Regions from separate parts of the Zea mays genome. Here all the other regions are linked to region 3. A link is a contact called in public Hi-C data. All regions are on one chromosome and are shown on one strand. The core of a region is the stretch at or near the end of the contact, and the rest is flanking DNA. Distances in the headings are between cores, read along the strand shown.

Region 1 (3,650 bases), core at 308-2,807, 410 kb before region 3:
GACAGTATCATGAATTCAAAATTTGCTGCTCAAGGTGTCCTACAAGCATTTTTCACCATTCCAGATACCCAATATTCCTCAGCTAGCACTCAATCCCAGTAGCCTCGCTTGATCAATCAAAGGCTGCAGTACATCATCCACTTCATCCATAATTTTGTTTTGTTATCTTGTAAACAAGGGTAGAACTGAATTCTAGCTTCAAAGCTGCCAGTGCATGCATGAGTCCCTAACTCTAAAACTGCAGTAGGCATAGCATAGGGACATTGTTGTTGCCTTGCAGTCACTTACCATGGGATTATGAGCAGATAACCAATCATATCCCAAGATCGTGTCATACATACGCACCCCAAACTCAGCACCCTGACATCACTAGCTGAAGGAACGACGCGAGGTGGACCTGTATGCCGAGGCCGAGACGCTCGTCGCCGCCGGCGTCGTAGAACCTTTACACGATCCCCACCGAGGAGCCTGGTGGTCGGATCCGCGGCCGACGCCCCTAAGCAGGCGGGCGGTTCCCCATAGTCCTCTACTTCCACGACGGGGGCCTGGTGGTCGGATCCACGGTCGACGACCCCGAGTACCGCCTGGCGCCCGATCGAACACCCTCATCCCCGCCTGCTACGACGAAGCCTGGGCCGCGATCCCTGACGTCGGCGGCCGACCCGTGGGTCCGCGACCATGGTGGCAAATTGAAGTTTAATACGATCGAGTTATACGCAGCATACACTCTTCAAACCATCCACAAATTGAAGTTACCACAAGACATTCAAGAAGCAGCAGCACTCGTACGTACAGCGCCTACTAAGAAAGTGTTTTTGTTTTGTTGCTTTGTACACGCAACTGATGGGTTAATCATTAGCGCTCGCTGCTTTCTCTTCCCGTTTGCGTTTGCGTTCAATGTGTTTTGACCAAACAGCAGTACGTAACAATAAGTAACAACACACATCCACCCGGACGTGAGAGAAAAAAAAAAAGTAGCAACAACACATCCAACCCACCCAGCTGTGACAAACAAGTGACGATCGAGTAGTGACAAACCCATCGATCGATGCCATATGCTCCATGCCTCCATATTGGCCGATCGATCGGCCGACGACGGATCAGCAGTACTAGTAGTACCCGAGCTGGGCGATCTTGACGCGGAGGTGGCTCTGCGCGAAGGCGAAGAGGCGGGCCACCTCGTCCTCCCCCAGCTGCACGCCGCCGTCGCGGTCGGCGTCGGCGGCGCGCACGCCGCCCCTCGCCTTCCACCACGCGAACCGCACGTTGAGGCTCCGCAGCGCGTGCCGCAGCTCCTCCCTGCTGATCCGCCCGTCGCTGTCCGCGTCGAACTGCGCCAGCCACGCCCGGAACTCCTCCGCTGTTAGCTCCCCCCGCGGCAGCGCGCGGTACCGCATGAACGCCATCCTCTCTCTCTCTCGCGACGCTGGTATCGTGCCCGGCCGGCGACCGCTGCTCTGCTTTGCTTCCGCTAGCTTGGTGAGTGGTTGCGAGTGAGCTGTGGGCCTACTGCTGATCGAGTGGCAGGCAAGTAGTGACGCACACAGCTCCGATCCGTCCAGGTCCAGGCTCTCCGCCTCCTATATATATAATAACCGGTGTCCAAGAAGAGGAGGGCCACGGCGCTGAGGGTTACTTTTACGACTACTCCGTTACCGCACGTTTTGCACGCGCGGTTTCTTCTCCAGTCGATGTCCTTTGCGTCCTTCTACAAAGTATTCACTGGTGTACGTGCTGGTAGCACAAAGTTTTACAATGCTTGAAGGCAAAAAGGTTGAGAGTTATTTGAGAGTAGTTCCGTGATTGATCATGCGAAAGCCTTGAAACCCCAGGATACTTTTGTTCCAAAGACGCGGCAAAACCATTCATTAATATGAGAATCAGATTCCGTTGGGTAGGCTTTTCGCAGGCAAGCCGTGGATCAGAGCAGCCTGACCCGCAAGTGGTCGCTTGTTTATCTCGTAGAGCGGGGCGCATCAGCAGGTTCTCTTGCTGGCTCATGCTCATCAACGGGTTCTCTAGCTGGGTAGTGGCACAACGTTAAATACATGCAGTAAAATGTACCGCTCCCATTTGTTTACGGCAGAAATATGAACGCGTCACTAGTTTCCTTTGTGGCTAAGAAGAGTACAGAAAACGCGTCAGTTCAGAAAAGGGAAGCATCGTGTCCATGTGTTGCCAACGTTGGCCAGAACACAACAGGTTCGTATTCGATCTGTCTGTCTTGGAACATGGAGGAATTTTTTTAAAAAAAATACGTTCTTTTTTTTTCGTTTTTAGAACATCTCTTGTGGTTCCTCCAGCTAGACCACAATGAGAGTTGCATATGCTAATTTTGGATTCTTAAAATTTTGCTCCATCATCATTTCATATCGTTGCAACAAAAACTGCTCCCTCAATCCTCCTCAAATTTCATTCCATGGTATCATGGCATCTGAATACTGAATGTTTTGACTTTGAGGTGAACCAGAAATACAGTCAGTGACAGCACTAAACACAAAACGGTACTCGAAGAAACGAAAGACACCAAGCGGGAAAAAAAAAGAAAGACCAACATTAAAATACTAACATCAGCTATGACCAGTAAAAAGGAAGAGAAGATTTTTCCGATAGTTAGATTTGACGAACATGAAATATAGAGGAGACTACAGGAGCATAATAATGCATTCCCTTGGCTATTCAATGTTAGCGTGCACCTTACAACCCGCCTAGAAACTATGTCCACGATCCACCTTCTAGTACACACTAAGGGCTTGTTCGGTTATTCCCAATACATATGGATTGGATGAGATTGGAAAAAATTGAGAAGAAGTTTGACTTGTTTGGGATTCAAACTCATCCAATCTCACTCAATCCACATGGATTGAGAGCTAACCGAACAAGCCCTAATATGGTATACAAAGCATATGTACATTCTCTCGCCAAGCAGCGCAAAAGTAAAAAACAGAAACAATTACAGGGAGCTTACATAGGTAAAATCTTGCTCAGAGTGCCCATTAGACACCTTGCCTCCGTTATATATACAAAAAATAATAATCTCAACTCCTACAGAAAACTATAGTCTTGAACGTCGGAAGTACCTGATGGGATTGAATGGACCAAGTTGACGGGCAGAAGCAAATGTTGGCCGTCCATTCGGGGACACTGTCGGCTTGATGTCCCATCCTTCAACATTTCTCGGAACACAAACATCAAACAGGATTTGGCCAAGGACTCCTTTAGGCTCCATGCAGGGTGGATGGGACATGTGGGACCCGGGTTCCTGAGACTCATCGTGATCCTTCGAACTTGGCAAGAAGAAGTGATCGCTAGGACTGTTAGGAACCCCTCTTAAACTCTCGTTTGAATTGGCTGCAGCATTGTGTAGACTGCAGACCGAGTGCGCTATCTTGTACTCCCGGTCACCAGCCATATTTGAGTCATATAGTTGGCTTCGGTGGCAGAAGGTAAGGAGAGCCTTCTTCAACATATCATCTACAGCTGTCCTGTATTCAGTTTCATGTGAATTGTAATGACCTGCAAGTAATCAGAAAAGTGATTTAACTTATCTGTGAAATGTGACATACTGCCTGGCAGCAGAGAAGAAAAAAATGAGGTCTGAAGTTGACCCTCATATCTGCAGCAGCTAGACTGTGTGTAGTATAATGTTG
Region 2 (3,617 bases), core at 403-2,902, 290 kb before region 3:
GCAGTAGGCCCGCGATGTCTGTCTATAGGGTTCAGGGTATAACTACAAAAGATGGAGTCGTAAAGTACGTGAAATTCATGCCCCTCGCTTTGGAGATCACCACAATGGATGTGATTGATGCACAAGGATAGAGCTTCACACATACGCTAGGTTTAAGGTGTTGGATCTCTTTCTTGAGGTCTTGTTCGTTGAACTAAGAGCTTGCTTTAATGTGTTGACATCTATTGTATGAGATGAAAGTGGATAACCGAACTGTTACGATAAATTTAATATCTTAAAATAAATAAATATATATATGAAATTTGATGTTGATTTTCTTATTTTACCAAGTACATTATTATAAATAAGAATAATTTTTGTATAAATTGTTTTATACATTATTTGTTTCCTAAAAAAGTTAAAAAATATTCGAATTTTATAAATATCATTTGAGAAAAATATATGATAAATTTGAGTTTTATCTTTTATGAATATTTACAAGCTCAATGCTAAAAACAAGAATATAAATTTGCATTGTATATTATATATTTTATTTAATTTTTTAGATAATTAAATTTTTAAAAGTCTCCGCCTCTGCGAGTCCACATAGCCTAAAATGAGTACATAAAACATGAAAAACCTGATGTGAAGGCTGTAATACAATTGGTCTATTATAAAGAAATGTTGTCCCGAACATTTTCATGCTAATTATTTGCCTGCATCTGTATTCGTCTGAGTAAACTGACTTTGTTTAAAGACGTCTGAATAAACTTGTCAATAATGCTTCTGATGAGCTCTTGTTCCACGAAATGAAAAAAAAAAACCCGGTAGAGTCAGCAGTTGCCTGATTGGGATGGTAAAATGCCTCCTTTCAGGGGAAAAGCCTTGTGTGTTGATATGACAGCGAAGCACGCGAAATGTTTGTGAGCTTCCAAAGGAAACCGCATTCGTTCTGTCAAAAGTAATTCGATTTTGCTGGACGTGGACGTGGCCACGGAATTGACCTCTTTGCTTGCCAAGTCAACGGATCATATATAGGCTTCAGAACGTGTGAGTTTCCACCGCACTAAAAGAACTTCATATATAAAAATCAACTTAATTCAATTCCCTAGGAAACCAGAGATGATTTGAATTGCTTCGTGTGGAATTTTTATGTTGCAAATTTTTGGTTATTAACAGCACAGATCCTTAAACAGAACGACACGGCACCGAGATAATATATGGAAGCTCATCTTGGAATCCTCAATAAGCAGCTGTAAATCAACAGGCGTGGCGTCATTTAGCGCCGCACCAAATCAGGAGCCACCTGTGAAGGAAAGGAAGGAAGTACAGCCCACGAGCTTCCTTTGACGAGGAAACGGCCATCTCTTTTCCTGGCGTGTCATATTATATCTTCCAACAATCCGTGTCGCCATCAGAGGCTTTTATTTTAGATTAGAAAAAAGGAACGGATATTAGTCCATCAAAATCACGTTAGACAAACGCGGTTGTTTATAGCTCGCAAAAGCGGATCCAGACATGCCTACTTCGGTCCAAATAACTTACATTCAACTGTACTTCCAATTGACGAAATTTGTCGGCAAAGCACGACGAAGACGAAACCGATAGCGTCAATTATAAAGCGATTTCAGTCGGCTTAAAGTTTCACGAGTCTGTCTCAGATAGTAACAACTTTCAGAAGATAGGAACATATATTTCTTACTTCTGCCAAAAATATAGACAATCAATCACGTTAAATAAAGTATAAAAAAAACAAGATGTCAAATTCCTCTGCCCGCTTCACTATTATTTATGTTTTGTTAGATATATATATTATTTTTTTGCATATTCATTCAGCACGTATTCACGTCGTTCTCAATTCCGGTCTTCGCCTGCAGGCCCGTTTCCTCCCGGTTTCCTTGGCTTGTCCTCTCTCCGTCTCCGTCTCAATCCTCACCACAGCTCTTAAACGAGCGGCAGCCACCACACCACCAGACACTTCTCCAAGTCCGAAAAGCCAATCAGAGGCCCACCGAAATGGAGCTGAAGAAGTCTCCCGCGTCGTCGTCGCCGCCGCCGCCTCCGACGGGCTTTCGGTCAGACAGCGCGGCCGCCAGCCCGTACGTCACGGCGCCGTCCAGCCCACGCGGGCGCCTGGTCCCCTCCGAGGGAGCGGCGGGGGCCCTATTCCTGACGGCGCCGCCGTCGCCTAGTCCGTTCGGCCTCCTGCCGCCGGCCACCCCGACGCGCCTCACCGGCGCCGACCCGTTCGACCTCTTCCAGCACTTCACCAGTGCGCCAGCCAGCCCCCGGCGCGCCGCGGCCATATACGCGCACGTCGCCGAGGGGAGCGGCAGCGACGACCAGGAGTTTCAGCCGCGCCGCCGGCTGTACGCCGCCACAGGCGGATCGTCCGTGCCGTTCGACTGGGAGGAGAGGCCTGGGACGCCGAAGAGGGGGCTCGGCGGGGGCGTGCCCGCCGCGGACGTGGCGGCATGGGACACGGGATTCGAGTTCGGCACGCGAGTCGGCAACGCCGCGCCGGCGGAGACGCTTACGGCGGCCGACGAGCTCTTTGAGAAGGGCAAGATCAGGCCTTTGAAGCCGAGGCCCAAGAAGACGGCCGACGACGAGCCCAAGATTCGTCCGTTGAAGCCGCCGCCCAGTGGCGGTCCTAACATTTCACGGGCCCAGGACAAGGTTTTAAATAGAGGCCCTTCAAATTATTTTTAATATATAAATGTTACTAATTAAATACTCAAAATATATCAAAAAATATTTATATCAAATAATAAGTAAATAAAAAGATATATATTATAGTATCATTTTGAAAATTTCTTCTAACATATTTAGATATTCATTATTTTGTTGATGGGCTATTAGATCACATCACTAGAATTGGGCCCTACGAATTCGGGGGCCCGGGGCGACCGCCCCTCTGCCCCACCCTCAGGGCCACCACTGCCGCCGCCGGGGCTGCTCGACGGCGGGAGCGTCACGCCGTCGCCGCGGTCGCCGGTCGTGGCCAGAGGCGCAGGCGCCACGTGGTCGCCGCGGCGGAGGAGCAGGGTCGGCTCCGGCGTCGACTTCGACCCGTTCACCGCCGCGCTCCTAGAGGCAACCAAGGCGCCATCGCCGCTCGGCGGCAAGGACGACGAGGGCGGTGTTGCTGTTGCCCCCCATGGCTCGCCGCCCACGAGACCAGCCACGCGTCCCGCGTCGAGGAGCGCCGGGTGGAGACGGTGGCGGCTCAGCGATCTCCTCCTGTTCCGGAGCTCGTCCGACGGCGGCCGCGTCAACAGCTCGACGTGCCCGTCAAGAGGGCGAGCGCAGCAGCCGCCGGCGGTGACGATCAAAGCCAGCGCCACAAAGCGCGAGGACATGGGCAAGGGCTGGAAACACGGCGATGGGGACGCGGCCGCGGCGGCGGACAGCGTCGCCGGGTGCGCCCGGTTGAGCCCGCTGCAGCGGCTGGCCAAAGGGCTCGGCGCCTACTCGTGGCATAATCACCGCGGCATGGCCGCGCCGGCGACCAAAGGGTGAAGAATCATAGCGTTATTTTGCCGTATTTCTTTGCCCGGTTATTGTTCATATATAATCATATATACTACAAGACGTGTCTTCTTTTTGCATAGTGTGAAAACATGTTCGAGTGCAAT
Region 3 (3,419 bases), core at 831-3,330:
GGCCTCTTCGTTTTTATCTCCTATCTCCTTTCTTCACTTTAAATTGTGCAAACACCACATAACAGTGCGAGCACAGGATGGACGGGGGCAAACCAGGCACCCCTTCGACATCCTCCGACGCTTACATAAAACCAGAAACACCATCAGTTACCCCACTTGTTCTTGGCACATGAAACAATTTGAACTACTTTGGCCGACGTCTTCCCAGTCCTCGGCGTGAACGTGCAAGACCTAAATTGGGCAATCAATCCACAAATCATCTTTTTCTGTCAATGCAGACAATAATTCTTGGTGAAGACCTCAATAGACGGTTTCCCAACATACGAAGTCACTGCCCAGACAAACTTTGCCAACACTACCATAGCATTCGGCGCCAGCTGATGAATCTGAATTTCAAATTTCCGCAACACTTCCACTATGAACCGGTGTGTCAGCAAGCGAAGTCCAGCGGTAAAAAGGGCCTTAAACACAACCAACTCACCCTCCGGCTCAGGGACATCTTCAGCTCCCGGCACCGACCCAACTCCATTCCCAAAGTACCCCAAACGTTGCATCTCGTGCATGCGGCCCGAGTAAATCCTCGATGTCCCGAACTCTACAACTCGACAACCGATGCCGGATCACTAATCGTCTTCTCCGACGACGGCATGTTTGAGGACGTGGTCGCAACGAACGACAAAGAAGAAGACAACAACATCACGTACCATCGCCGACAGCGAGTTGTCTGCTTGATGCGGGCCAGATCACCGGTGGAGAGAGACAAAGAAGTCGATGCGTAGAAAGCAACATGGCTAGGGTTTTTTCCGCAAACAGACGGGTAAAAATCCCACAGCGGCGAGCGCGCTTCCCTTTTTAGCCCAGGAAAAACGCCTCGGGAACCCAACAGACCCACAGTAAAACATCACCTTTCAATGGTCACATTTTACAAACCCTCGCGGGACCACTTCAACCGAGCGAGGGCAGTGTCTCGACCATCTCCCGAAAAATACTTCAGGACCAGCTCTCTAAGTTGAACTGGCCCCTCGGGGGGGGGGGGGGGGGGAAGTGTTGGGGTGCAGGCTGAATGCCCCCCTCGCTCGGTTCATTTATCGCGAGAGCAGTTTAAATCATGACGGAGGGAAAGAGAAGTCCACTGCAACCAAGCGAAGGCCCTAGGACGGAGGGACTGTCCAGGACAGGTGGAGGCTTTGCCGGTTCTCGGTGAAGCCAGGAGCGGCGAAGGCCTTGCCGACTTCCGAAGACCTGGCTCACGCAACACGAAGGCTACTATCAATACCCGCACATGTTATTAAAGCGGGCCCCTATGTAACCTCCCTGGGTCGCCTGACCCCACTTGTAAGCTACAACGTAGGTAGGATTAATGGTGTGTTCGCCCGTGTTGTACTTAATCACACCGTAATAACCTGTAATAACCTTTGAGGGAGAAATATTTCAGGAATAACGTAGTTAACCAGGGGCATAACTGTATGTCTGTATTCACCAATGTGAGATTGTCCATGGTTACATATAAATACTCTCGCACTGTACACTGATGGGGACGCTGAAAAAATATTGTTGCCCTTATCCACCGTGTTAATGTATAAAAAGATGCTTTTTTTCAGAAAAGCCAGGGCCAGAGCTATTTTTGAACGAGCCGGAACTCTGCCAAATGGACTCTTAATTAACTTTGTAGAGGAAGATAACAACATATATACCATAAAGTAAGCATATTATGGAATACATTATAGATAACAATACTGATTTTATATCATAATTCTTAAGATTTCTTATAGGTTCGGTAAAATCAAAAAATTGACTTAAACAACTTCAAGAATCTATATCAAGCACAGAGGGAGTTTATATATATCAAGCACAGAGGGAGTTTATAGCAGTAGTAATTAATCGCTTTAATTTGGCACGGTGCAAAAATGTGAAGTCTCGCAGGCCAAAACCCAAATGGTCCCCCATGATTTTAGAAAATATGACCATAAAACCCTCCGAACCCACTCCGCCGCAACCCACTAGCTGCTCTGGCTCCCCCGAGGCAATCGAGTAATCGACGAAGGCCACCACCACCTCCACACCACTTTGCCTCGAGAAGGTTCCACCAAGCCTCTCGGCTAGGGTTTGGGGACTTTGGGGGCGATCGCAATGGAGGGCCGCGGCGCGGAACAAGCACCCGAGGCGGCGGCGGAGGTGAAAAATCCGAGGTGCTTCATGGACGTCACCATCGGCGGCGAGATGGAGGGGAGGATCGTTGTAGAGCTCTACGCTTCCGTGGTACCGCGGACGGCGGAGAACTTCCGCGCGCTCTGCACAGGGGAGAAAGGCATCGGCGCCGCCAGCGGCAAGCCGCTTCACTTTAAGGTTCGATCCATTGGATCGTCGCGAGGGCTTTACCTCTGCGCCCTTGCGTGATTTGTGTTCTTTGTTGCTATTTGTCCTGCGGTTTGTATTTCTAATAACTTCTTTTTTTGTGCTTTGGCGTTTCGCGATTTGGAAATCAAAGCGATATCAATGTTCCGCTGTAACGGAATAAAAGGATTGAATATTGGTGCTATTTAACTTGTTCTAGTTTGTATTCAGTAATTAGAACCGAAGAAGCGCTATTTCCTGGGATTGTCTATTTAGGGTTTTGATGCAGATTTCGTAATATGGAAATAGTTGCCATTTGTTTTTGATATACTAGTTTATTTCTTTACTCATCTATAGAACAGTCCCCAAGGGATTTGCCTTCTCGTTGCTTCGCAGTTTTGCTTCAGGTTGCGATTGTTTAAATTCAGGTATAGTGTAGTTATCATTAATTCGATCCTATAAACTTATTTGACATCGTAAATATTGTATCCTTTTGTCATATAGCTGGGTATTCCACGTTCGTCAGCATATTTGCCTGTGTTCTAACCTTGTTCCTTTTGTTTTTCTTGTTTTTTTCCCTCAGCAGTACTGGTGCTGTGATGTCAAATCAGTGTCCTTTGGTCTGCAGTGAACTATATGCACTGCTGCTTCCAGTGCTGTTACTGTTATAAGGGCCCCGCCCTTTTGACTTCATCCCCATTTTATTTACACCTCCTATGTACCGCCCGTGCTAGCTTTATGCCCTTCTACTATATAATTGGCCACGTTAGCTTCTCCTATAGTGTTGCTCACTTTATGTGCGAAGTAGAGTTGCCGTATTGTACGAGCAGGTATACAATGTACTTTATTGTGGTCTGATCACATAGAGGTTCTTATGCTCTCAAAGGCGCGCCCAACTGTTTGCAGTGGAAAACGAGTGCGAGAATTGGACTCCTGTGATACTTTTTTTAATCTTTTTGCTGGCTAGCCTCGCCGGAAGCACTGCAAATGGAAGCTATCTTTACGTAGAACACGCACGAAATACCTGTGATTACAGCTTCGCCACAGACAGACAAGCTAGTTAAGGTTCATGGCTGTTAGTGAGA

What was found. A called contact is a pair of places that touch in the nucleus more often than the background predicts.
Region 1: a contact with region 3 is called in a Hi-C map of bundle sheath, with 3 times the contacts expected there. The contact joins the promoter of LOC100283082 here to the promoter of LOC100383555 in region 3. A contact is called at or near these places in 6 of 25 Hi-C or Micro-C datasets (bundle sheath, ear, endosperm and 3 more).
Region 2: a Hi-C map of bundle sheath shows a contact between it and region 3, with 6 times the contacts expected there. The contact joins the promoter of LOC103629916 here to the promoter of LOC100383555 in region 3. A contact is called at or near these places in 13 of 25 Hi-C or Micro-C datasets (bundle sheath, ear, endosperm and 6 more).

The regions. Positions count from the first base shown.
Region 1 is chr6:121,720,576-121,724,225 of Zm-B73-REFERENCE-NAM-5.0, forward strand. LOC100283082 (EF hand family protein) reads right to left here and starts at 1,558. Exons shown (of 1, transcript NM_001155984.2): 1 at 876-1,558. The coding sequence starts at 1,406. The coding sequence ends at 1,110. It overlaps LOC100277688, which reads right to left. Exons shown (of 7, transcript NM_001151191.2): 7 at 2,593-3,516. The coding sequence ends at 3,056.
Region 2 is chr6:121,834,206-121,837,822 of Zm-B73-REFERENCE-NAM-5.0, forward strand. It overlaps LOC103629916, which reads left to right and starts at 1,653. Exons shown (of 2, transcript NM_001382836.1): 1 at 1,653-2,658; 2 at 2,842-3,617. The coding sequence starts at 1,996. The coding sequence ends at 3,501.
Region 3 is chr6:122,127,980-122,131,398 of Zm-B73-REFERENCE-NAM-5.0, forward strand. LOC100383555 (Peptidyl-prolyl cis-trans isomerase CYP40) reads left to right here and starts at 2,081. Exons shown (of 10, transcript NM_001176203.1): 1 at 2,081-2,346. The coding sequence starts at 2,131.